2 separate regions of the Hordeum vulgare genome follow, and region 2 is linked to region 1. A link is a contact called in public Hi-C data. All regions are on one chromosome and are shown on one strand. Each heading gives the region's core, a stretch centred on a gene start, on an enhancer-like site or on the middle of the called end of the contact. The rest is flanking DNA. Distances are from core to core; before and after follow the strand shown.

Region 1 (5,730 bases), core at 1,894-4,393:
AATTTTTTTTCAATAATTTGATTTTTTTTCATATTTCAAAATTAGTTCAGAATTTGAAAACATGTTTGCAGTTTCAAAATTTGTTCAAAATTAGTTCACAATTTGAAAACATGTTTGCATGTTTGCAGTTTCAAAATTTGTTCAAAAAATATTCATAATTACATAATTTAGTTCGTCAATTTGAAATTCATTCATGTTACAAAGAAATCGCAATTTTAAAAATTGTTTGTAGTTTCAAAATTTGTTCACAATAGAAAAACAATTCACAATTTTATAATTTTATTCAGCAATTTGAAATTTGTTCATGGTTTCCAATTTTTTTCACAATTCAAAAAAGGGTCATAATTTTATAATATTGTTCAAGAATTTGAAATTCCTTCCTGATTCAAAATTTGTCCACAATTTGAAAAATATTTCAGGTTTCGAAATTTATTCACAACTCAAAAAATGTTCAGAATTTTATAATTTTGTTCATGAATTTGAAATGTATTAATGTTTCAAAATTTGTTCACAATTCAAAAAATGTTAAAGGTTGAAAAATTTGTTCACAATTTGAAATTTGTTCTTGTTTCAAAACGTATTCACAATTCGACAAATGTTTACAGTTTCAAAATTTGTTCACAACTAAAAAAATGTTCATAATTTTATAATGTTATTCACGAATTTAAAGTTTGTTCATGTTTCAAAATTTGTCTGCAATTTGAAAAATGTTAGCGGTTACAAAATTTGTTCCCAATTCGAAAAATGTTCAGAATTTGATAATTTGTTCGCGGTTTTAATAACTGTCATAATTTTTTCCTATTTTTTTAATATACTGTTTTGAGATTTAATAAACTGTTCATGTTGCCACAAAATGTTCGAGTATTAAATTATTTGTTCACAAACATGTAAATGTTCACGTTTAAAAAAAAACTCTTTTCAAATAATGTTATTGTCTTCAGAATTTGTTTATAAAGTTACAAAAAAATCATATATTTCACAATATCTTAATTTGCTTGCAATTTAAATGAGATGTTTCATTTTTTCACAAATCCAAAAATGTTCGTTACAATTCTTCCAAACTTTTTGAAAATGAGATATTTCATGATTTTCAAATTTTCATTACAATTCTTCCAAAACTTGTTCGTGGTTTTTTTAAAGTAGTAAGAATTTTCAAGAAATGTTTGAATAAAGGAAAGTAATACAAACTGCAGATATAGTTAGTTCTAAAGATTACGCGCTGCATATGAATCACGAATGTTAACCAGCTACGGTTGTTAGGTTCCACTCCCTACAAGATATGGATCGTGAGTTCGAAACCTGCCTTATGCGCCGCATTTTTCTTTATTGTTTTACACCACATTTCATTCTCTTGTGTGGGCCGGCCCAGACAAGGCTGCTCTATGTGAAACCTAGCCAATTCACCACAAAATGCGGTGAATAGGAGATTCCTTTGCTAGTATAGGTATATGAACTAGTTGGACCATGCTCGGGGCTACAACCCGAATTGCCCCAGGCCCAATTTCGCCATTGATTCTATACTTTTTGCTAGACCTAGCCGTCGTCCCGCGCGCCGCCCCGTGGCGATCGGCCTCCATGAACGCCACCGGGGATCGCACCGCCCGTACCTAGGGTTCGCCCGCTCGTCATGTTGACCGACTGCCCGAGATAGTCTTTTTCCCGATCTGTTGATCTGGGTTTCCTTTCTTCCGCCGGTCAATTTGATCGGTGTTTCCGTTTTTGTTTTTTCGATCCAAGATAGGTTTCCGTCGCCCGCCGTCGTCGTTGACCACTGCTCCTCTACTCCGGCATCGGCGCGACCGGGCCTCTACCCCAACCCGGCGGCTTTGCCCGATGCGACAACCCCTCACGATCATCGACCGCGCGTCTGCTCACCCGTTGCTGCCTCTCTTCTCCGATCGGGATTGTTCCATCACCACCCGCCTCCACTGTGCGTGTACAACCGCCCAACCATCTCCTCGTCGGCCTCATCGCTGGCTGTCGGGCTCCCCGGCTTCGGTCGCCCCGTGCTTGCTGGCTTGTCGGCTGTCGGCGGTAGGCCTTACCGGCTCGGCCACCTCCCTCGTCGCCCGCGTCGGGCCGGCTGCCGACTATGTCCTTCGTCGTCGTCGCCGGCTTCATCTCGTATGCCTCCACCATGCGAAGTTCTCGACCTCGCGCACGATCGGATTGATCACCCGCCCTTATGCGATCCGTCACATCTATGTCGTGTGACCGATCTAGCCCGTCGGTTGCAAAGGCCTACACAAGCCCCTTAAAGATTGTTCCGAGTACAGCACGCCCCTCAGCCGATCGAGCATCAGGTCGCCCCGAGGGCCGCAGCGCCGCCGCCCTGTTCTTCTCCCGGCGGCTGCACCAACTAGCGTGTTGTCGCTAGGTTGCCACTTTGGGCCATAGTGCCGTGACATGCTGTTCCCGTGACCTGCGAGCCGCCGTTACACCACCCCTTCGGGTTGTAGTCGTCGCGACTCACGTTCCTTGCTATCGCCCGAGGCCGTTCCCGTGGATGCACCGACCTATGCATGCACCGCCGCTACGCTGCCTCGTCGGCATAAATAACCAATTGACAAGGAACTTTTGGGCCCATGCTACCATGCAAGGTCCTTTTGCTGGGTACATACAGAAACGGAGTAAGCAGAATACCAAGTGATACCATTGTTTGGTGAACAAGGTTTTCCTGTCACACTGTTTCATGCTCATCGTGCTGTGTGGTCATCATCAATCGGTAATACTGCTGTATTACATACGTACAATAGATGTACCGAATAAGCAGACTAGCAACTGATAAGACCTTGGGTCAACCAGATGCTTCAATATGGTAGATAGGGCGGGGAGGGAAAAAATCTGCTGCTGCCAAAGGGCCGGGCCAAGACCCGGCAACCTCCACCTCTGATGCTGCACCAGCTCCTCCATCGTGTAGGCCCTCCCTGATGTGTTGATGAGCTTGTCTTGGACAATGCATGGAAGCCGTCCATCCGTGCACGAGTTGGCTCCGGCCGATCGATCGATGTTCAACACGGTAGCACCTTTGCCAGGATCAGAGTACGGAACAAGATAGGGGGCACTGCCAGCTATCACTCTCCGGGCCAGCTTCTCATTCCCACCCCCGAGTATGTGAGTACAAGAATCGATCGGTCATCACAGGTTCCAGCCAGTGCTGATCGCCCTGCCCTACCATCTGAGACATGTGCTCCAAGGCAATCCTCCCCGCTTCAGCCTTGCTCCAATCCTTATTGCATGCGGAACAGATACCTCCGCGCCAGATGATCTAGCTATGTGGTACTCCTGTAGGAAGCGTACGGCCTTGCTGGCAGAAGGCAGGGGTTGTATACAAGTACAACGACCTGCTCCAGATGTTGGGTTTGGGTCAGCCGCAAGGACCGCATGAGCTTAAGCATGAGATCCAACTCTTTTGGCCGCCGAGCCGTCGGCTGGTGACGGGCCGGGACGCAATTGTAGTATATACCAATTGACAAGGAACTTTTGGTGTATGATTCAAGACCAGTCAACTTCTGACTAAATAACCAATTTTCTCTATTTATGTTTATTTCTCTTCTATGGCTGCATGCATCTCCCAGATGCAGAGGCCGGGGGTCATCCTCCTTCTCTAAAAAAAATGTTTATTTCTCTTCTAGCGGTCTTGAACTACGTACCAATCCATCAAGTGATGGATGCCTACTCTCCTTGGTTCCAAACAAGCATTTTCCACACACTATCAAGCATGCTTATGCATGGTGATACACGTAATGTATGAATTCTCTTTCGTCGGCAAAAAACAATCCTTGGATGTTGATAATGGAAAATGGCTAGCTAATACAAGACATGAACATGTCAAATCTTACAAATATACAAAAATCAAACACATGCATAATTGCTTAAATCAAATTGCCTTTCTTATTCGTAATTTCATATATATATATATATATATATATATATATATATATATATATATATATATATATGAGACGAAACTGATAGAAGTTACAAATAAATTAGGATCATGTATGAGTTTGTTCATGGGGCAAAAAGCCTATGGATATTCTTTCATACCCTATAACTTCCTCTGTAAAACAATGGCATTTTATGCATCATATTTGCACATAAAAAATGGTAAGATATACCAAATTACAGTTCAGAAAATTTGGTTCTCCCGCACAAAAATCCTCGAAGTCTAGGGAATCAAAGTCGAAACAAAGCAACTACATAGGTGTCCAGTTATTGTACCAAACATTTTGTTCCACTATGGAAAGATTCTTTGTAGAGAAAAATAAATAACTAGAGGTATCAAATGTTTGCAACCTATGTATATCAAATCTTTAGTTGGCAAATTTATTTGCAATGATCGGTCGGACATCATCCGCGTCAGCAATTGTTTCCAAGAAGGGGATCAGCTCAAGCAGTGAGATGTCAGACGTGTCACTTGACCAGCTCTTTATGGGTATCCCATTATTCACCTGTTGTTGGAAAACCTGCGACACGTGTGAAAAGAAGTGTTTCAGTCATCGATCGGTCATGGCAATTTCTCAAAATCATAAATTATAAGTTTCCAAATCCATTTCAATAATATGGTAGTCAATAACACTATAATCGTAACTATTAATAATGACCTCTGGACTTAGATTTCAGAGTAAGTTACCTCTGGGGTATTGTCAACTATCGCAACCTTTGCAAGATCAGCTTCAATAATGGTCAGATCCTTCTGATAGCTTCCATCTACCGAGACGCATGACTCCCGGAAAAAACGCCGCGATATCAGTTTGTTCTCGGGATCCAGTGCATTAATCAGTTGGTTTGCATAAGAACTTATGCTAGCCGTGAAGACAACAAGCTCAAACATATGAGCAGCCTCTTCAAGAAAGGCGTCCAAATGTGGTCTCTTCTTCACATAGACAGTGTACTCTTGTTCTCCACGGCGCATAGGGAATGAAAAGTCTGCGCCATGGTCGCACCTTGCTGAATGGATAAGGGTGCCTATGCAACAGAAAATGAGCATGTCAATAGTTTTAATTGCAAGAAAATAAACCTACAGGAGAGAAAAAGCATTTAGCAACTTACCATCAAGATCAAGTGCAAGAGTGACATTCTTCCTAAGCGGTGACATTAGTACGTCATCAACTAATTCAGGTGTAAGTGCTTCCATTGGTACCCCATCAGTTTCATCCATGCCACCCATCTCAGTAAGATCAATTATTTCAGGCGAAGAGTGAGTTGAAGGCTGACCAAGGAATTGAGACTGCTGGTTATTATCAAAGCACAAGTCTTCAGTTGTACCAGCAAAGGCAATACTGCTGGCCCTTACATTTTCATGACTGGAAGGGAGTACTCCGTAACTGCCACTCATGGTTGTCAAGTCATCCATAGCATAGCTATTACTTAGAACCCCATCTGAACTATCAAGCATATAAAGAGGAGAATCCTCTGTTGGAAAGCTGGACAGCAGGCTGCAACTCTGACCCGAGTCTTGAGTTATTTCATTACTATTGACGATAGTACGATTTGGTGCTGCTAAAATTCCATCTCCATTAGAAAAAAAGGAAGGTGCTGCTAGAATTCCATCTCCACCTGCAAAAAAACAAGGGAAACCATAACAAAATGGTGAGTTCACAAGTACTCCCTCCGTCCCAAAATTCTTGTCTTAGGTTTGTCTTGAAATGGATGTATCAAAATACTAAAACGTGACTAGATCGATGCATTCATATCTAAACAAATCTAAGACAAGAATTTTGGGAC
Region 2 (5,730 bases), core at 2,384-4,883, 55 kb before region 1:
TTCTTCTAACCATAAAAGAAGAATTTGTGGTTTGGAGGCCGACCGCCTGAAGCAACACATCGAACGTAATTGCTTTGCATATGACGAATGAGCGATTGGGGATTCATCAAAGAAGCTGCTCCTTGTGGAGTTAAAGAGCATTCCTATTTGTTAATCACAAATTTCAAACTCGTCAATGTGATCAATTTCAAGGACGGACCCATACACAAACACGACAAACAGCAGCAGATCATCACACAGAATCCTCTTGTGCTATACTACCAAAGTAAAATCATAATAAGGTCAAACCAAGTGAAACCATTTAGAGGAACATGGAAAACCACTACATCAGAAGGGCTAATTTCAAACTCAAGCTGAGGTGAGCTTGAGCTTCATGGGAAGACAAATTAGACAGCGGCAGCACATAGGATTTCACGCGATCACTTTGCTAAAGTCACAAGAAACTTGATGCGATGATAAAAAGACACAAGAGTATGCTGCTGTGCCCATGCATAATCATGAAATGCAGCAGGGACAAAAACTTAAAAGCAACACACCTGAGAAGAAGATAATGCTAGTTGGCTCCATTTCTTATGGAAACTCGTAGGATCTAGCACAGGCTTTGAGTTGAGGGCCAGTGCACGAGGCGGTGGAGGTGCCGGGGCATCACGAACACCAAGTCCGTGGATCATCGAGGCTGAAGTTAAACGTGTGAACATTCAGTACCTCTGTATTAGAACTGACAATAATAAGTTGAGTTATCATCGCTTGAACTAATAGCGATAGAAACTACAACTATGTGCACAGATACAAGTTGTGTCACCAAAATCTAGATTTAATTTTTTCTTCAACCCGAGAAAGATTTAACGGGAACATTTTTTTTCAACTCCCGTCACGGTTACAGGAATTGCAGGATTAGGGTGCAACTTAATAAGCATAAAATTTCCTAAAGAGTTGTGCAATTACTGTAGGTTCAGAGACAAAAATAGAAGAAACAATAGTGCTACCTCGCCGGAGCACTCACCAGAAGTTGACAAATAGTAGTGGCGTGCGGGGGTAGGGATGCCGATCGGGAAGTAAGACGACGGGGTAGCATCGTCGCGTCTACAGTGCGCGCCGCGTGGAGGGGGTGGTGGCTCCAGGAGCTGCGGAGGCGCGGGGCGGCGGGGTCTGCGGTGGCGCGAGACGGATGAATCGGGCGGTGCGGTCGGTGGGAGTTTGGCGGAGACGGGGGTGATCGAAGTTTTTTTTTTTACAATCTTGCAAAGCTTTTATTCAACTGTCACAAGGTTTACAGGGACGAAAGAAAGATTTTCGGGATGGCCTAACCAAACATAACGGCTAGTCTCAATTTTAAAACATGCGTGAAGAGACGGGTTTTTGTTTTCTATATAATGGGCCGATTGGGCTAGCCGGTGTTCCTTTTGTTCAGAATTTTCGGCAAGTTGGAATCGGGCCCTGTATATGGGCCGAGAGTAGCAGAATATTATCCGAACGTGCGTGAACGACCTTTTTTTTCAAGCTGTCCAGGATAGAGCTTTCATTGCATTCAAGTTGCGTCAAGTGCACAGGAGTGTTAATCATCTCCTTTGAACTGTATGCAAGTAGCATTGTATGGCCGGCTTCCACATCAATGTCCATGAACAGAGGTGGGAGAAAAATTTACGGATTGACATACCCACCCGCACACACACACACACACACACACACTTAGTCCGAGACATGTCGAGCCTGACGCTGTGAGCCTGCCCACCTATGACTATGAGTAACAAACTTGCAGTGCAAACCCAGCTTTCACCTGGCTGCTGAACGTGCGTAGGGTGCAAAGAAAGTTAAATGAATGCTGTACGTTGCTCGCCATCCGCATCCACGGATGGACGCGCACGTCCGAGCCATCCAAGAGCACGCACTCTCGATCGACTCGACCGAGCCACCGTATGTGTGTTCCAGCCTCGTTACCGGGACGTGGCCGGTTTATCCACCGCACGCTTCACTCGATCTCGCTGCTCCGATACATCATTTGAGAATGACACGTACGGTGCGGCACCACCTACAGTATGGAGAGGCACTTGGGCCGAATGATGCAACCAAATATAGAAGCATTGTAGGTGCATTACAGTACTTGACTCGCACACGTCCTGACATTCCATACTCTGTTATCAAGGTATGTCAATATTTGCATGCTCCTACTACTTTTCATTGGACAGTAGTAAAGAGGATTTTGAGGTATCTCAAGTTTACAAAAGGACTAGGTCTTCAGATTGTTAAGTCCTCATCTATGCTTGTGTCAGCATACTCTGATGCAGATTGAGCAGGATGTGCAGATGATAGAAGGTCAACTGGTGGGTTTGTTGTGTTTCTGGGAACAAATCTGGTGTCATGGAGTGCAAGAAAACAGGCAACAGTCTCAAGATCAAGCACTGAGGCTGAGTATAAAGCTTTGGCTAATGCAACAGCTGAAGTAATGTGGATTCAAACACTATTACATGAACTTGGGGTAAAGGTTCCACAAGCTGCTAGGTTATGGTGTGACAATCTTGGTGCAACCTATCTTTCAGCAAATCCTGTTTTCCATGCACGAACAAAACATATTGAAGTTGATTTTCACTTTGTCAGAGAAAGAGTAACTAGGAGATTACTTGATATAAGGTTCATTACAACAGGTGACCAACTTGCTGATGGATTCACAAAGCCTCTCACAATGAGAAGGTTAGATGACTTCAAGTACAATCTTAATCTTAGCAAGTAGAAGTTTAGATTGAGGGGGAATGTTAGATAAACTGTATAGGTATAGGAAACTGGTTTAAACTAGTTTCCTCTTATCTCTTTACCACTCTCTCTTATCTCTTGTAACCTCCTAGAGGATCAACTTGTATGTCAAGATATCTATCCTATAAATATAATGCGGCCCGAGACAAAGGGTTTTACGCTTCCTCATACCCCCTTCATCTTATAATATAAGAATGTTTTTGATATTGCACTAATGTAAAAAAATATTCTTATATTATGGAACGGAAGAAAATACTTTTTATATTATGAGACGGGGAGAGTAGATGATTGCATTATATTATGAGACGGGGAGAGTAGATGATTGCATTTATTATATTTTAGACGTAGTATTTTGCTTTGGATTGTGCTATGTTGCAATAATATATTATGTTACTTTAAACATCTATCATTAATGTTTAATGACATGCCACATAAACAAATTAATCTTAGAATGCGTTATATTACTACTGTATCTAAGTTACTCCCACCATGACCAGCCTAAAGGAGAAAATCATACTGTACAACAGATTCAGCAGCAGACACAAGAATTGACCAACGGAGAAGCCCATCAGAGCTCCCATCATCCATTTATTCATCCATCCTATTAACACCATCCGGAAACAAAACAAAACAAAAAAGTCGAAAAACTCTACAGCCCCCAACCCCCTCCTCCCTCCTCAACAGAGGCCATTTCACCTCTCAGAGCAGAGCATACTGTTTCAACTCTCAACCTATCTATCTATCAACCCAGGAAACAGCAGCAGCAGCAGACCACGGAACCAACCAACCAATTGCTTGAATGCCGGTAATATGTACACAAGACAAGAGCACCACCTGTTCCACTGTTTCCTAGTACCTCCTAAGTTTGAGACGAGTTCACCCTCCCAGCCCCTGCCTTCGCTGGAGCGGCGACCCGGCCACCGTCCTCCGGTGCCCATTGCCCGCCCTAGTACATCCTTGCGGCCGCGCCGACCTTGCTGTACCCACCGGCGACCGCGGCTATGCCGTTGAACGGGGGAATGTAGTAGGCCGAGGGCCGCGCCTCGGCCTCGGGCGCGACCCTGGCGTCCCTGAAATGGAGCGCCGGCCTGTAGCGCGTGCGGTCCTTTTCCAGTTCCTGCTGCTGCTGCTGCTGTTGCCTGTCGGGGCAATCCGGCCTCAGGGTGTAGCCCGCGGCAGCTGCTGCTGGAGGCGCCGCAGGGTCCCTCGACATCCTTCGACCCGTTTGTCGATCGGCGAAGGCCGCGTTCTCGATCGGTGTCGCCGAGGCAACCACTCTGCCTGGTCTAGCTGCAATAGTGTCAGAGATGAAATGTGTCAAGACTGGTGCTCTCTCTGAAGCTCAAATGAGGAGGTACGTACCAGACCAAATTAAACAGAACAAGTTACCTGTTGGGATCCTTTGAGGAGCTTGGGATGCCGGACCACTTGTTGTAGGAATTGGGGTAGAGTGAACTGTTGTAGTCCTGCAAGCAGCCCATCATCAAGGGTTAATAGTGAAACTCCAACATAACTTCTGTACTCTAGGGCTCCACACTTCTAGATTTTTCAAGATCTGTAAAGTACCACGGTGTGCCAATTTATTCAAGGATACATCTTTCAGAAGCTTATTGATTAACTAATTCATTTTGGTAGTTTTAACACAAGTTATGTATGCGGCGGCACAAATAATTTAGAACCAGATAGTAGAGTTGATCACATTCAGAAGAATTGTATTAGTGTAAGTTACCTCGGCAGAGAAACATGCTTCCTCTCGGGTGCCCCGCCTTTTCCTCCATCTTCCTCTAAGTTAGCAAATTGCCTCCGGAAGTTGTCGACGGCACTGCATAGCGGAAAATTCAAGAGACATAATGAGCATTGCTACATAGATGGACAGAATAAAAAGGAGAAAAGAGCTTAATAAAGATACTATGTCAAGGTAGAAACCTAGGATATAGAAAGTTGGTTTTCTCTGAGCCGTTGGTGTAATCCTTGAGAAGCTGAGGGTGGTACTCCAATATCTCCCTGAATATAAGTTCCTTGACCTCCTCTTTGGTAAACTTTCTCCGTTCAAACTCAAACTCCATTTTCGAAATCGGTTGGCATGATGGCTCTCTCTCCACTTTCGCAAGACCTTTGAAATAGGGGTCAGCCAACGCCTGATCATGCACAGAAAACTTGTTAGAATTACGCATGGACCTAGAATGTACAGTACGATTTTGTAGTAGAACACATGAGAGCACAAAATGCTAACATGAAATTCATGTTTCACTAAGACATGCATGCCTACCTCTTCAGCAGTCGGTCGGTCCTTTGGATCAAATGCTAGAAGCTTTTGCAAGAGCTTGACTGCTGCAGGATCTGCGTTGGGGAACTTTTCTGAAAAAGGTACTGGCAGCTTCTTCCTCATGGTGCTCAGATACCTCCTTGCCTTCTCATTTCGAATCTGCGGTGATAAAAAATATTAGAGAACTGGACCTTATGCTAGAAGTACTCGATTGACAACATTTGTGCAAACGGTAAATCATACCCGAGAAATAATGTCAGGCGATGGTGAGCCTAAGAAATCAGTCATCAAATCCAACTGGTGAACCACATTTTTACCAGGGAACAAAGGCTTTCCTGTCAAGATCTCCGCAAAAATGCAACCAATGCTCCATGTATCAATAGCCGGTGAATACTGCATTGAAAGAGTCAACTTAGTATCATCAAGTTAACATAGAAACTGAAAAGGTATAAATGAATGATGGCAAATGTAACACTAAGTAATGTATATCAATTTGTACACAACTTTAGTGCTTGAACAAACACCTTGTTATAACTACGATGCCATACTCCTCTAAAGCACAGTGATGTATCCAAAGATTAGAGAATAAGGATCAAAATCTACTAATCGCCTAGAATTTTAGGCTATACAACCCTCTAGAACGAGGAAGTAGCGAAATGCCACAAACAGTACTAAAATGAACAAAACCACAGGAAGAGGAAATTATTAATTACCTT

The links. Hi-C and Micro-C count contacts between places; a contact is called where the count stands out from the background.
Region 2: a Hi-C map of leaf shows a contact between it and region 1, with 2.7 times the contacts expected there. The contact joins two enhancer-like sites. A contact is called at or near these places in 4 of 6 Hi-C or Micro-C datasets (leaf, seedling and an unstated tissue).

Annotation. Positions count from the first base shown.
Region 1 is chr1H:501,803,529-501,809,258 of MorexV3_pseudomolecules_assembly, reverse strand. LOC123419879 (CTD small phosphatase-like protein) reads right to left here. Exons shown (of 6, transcript XM_045107233.1): 4 at 5,056-5,562; 5 at 4,637-4,971; 6 at 4,317-4,469. The coding sequence ends at 4,317. Among protein-coding and RNA genes, the nearest start is that of LOC123419879, 4.6 kb to the right of the region's middle. Within about 2 kb of position 3,143, at least 2 of the 3 cell types and tissues checked have open chromatin away from gene starts, as enhancers often do. A contact at or near this core is called in leaf, where this site is marked.
Region 2 is chr1H:501,858,809-501,864,538 of MorexV3_pseudomolecules_assembly, reverse strand. LOC123450552 (mitogen-activated protein kinase 7-like) reads right to left here. Exons shown (of 10, transcript XM_045127736.1): 4 at 5,728-5,730; 5 at 5,258-5,407; 6 at 5,018-5,173; 7 at 4,675-4,886; 8 at 4,478-4,570; 9 at 4,138-4,214; 10 at 3,297-4,038. The coding sequence ends at 3,695. Among protein-coding and RNA genes, the nearest start is that of LOC123450552, 5.0 kb to the right of the region's middle. Within about 2 kb of position 3,633, at least 1 of the 3 cell types and tissues checked has open chromatin away from gene starts, as enhancers often do. A contact at or near this core is called in leaf, where this site is marked.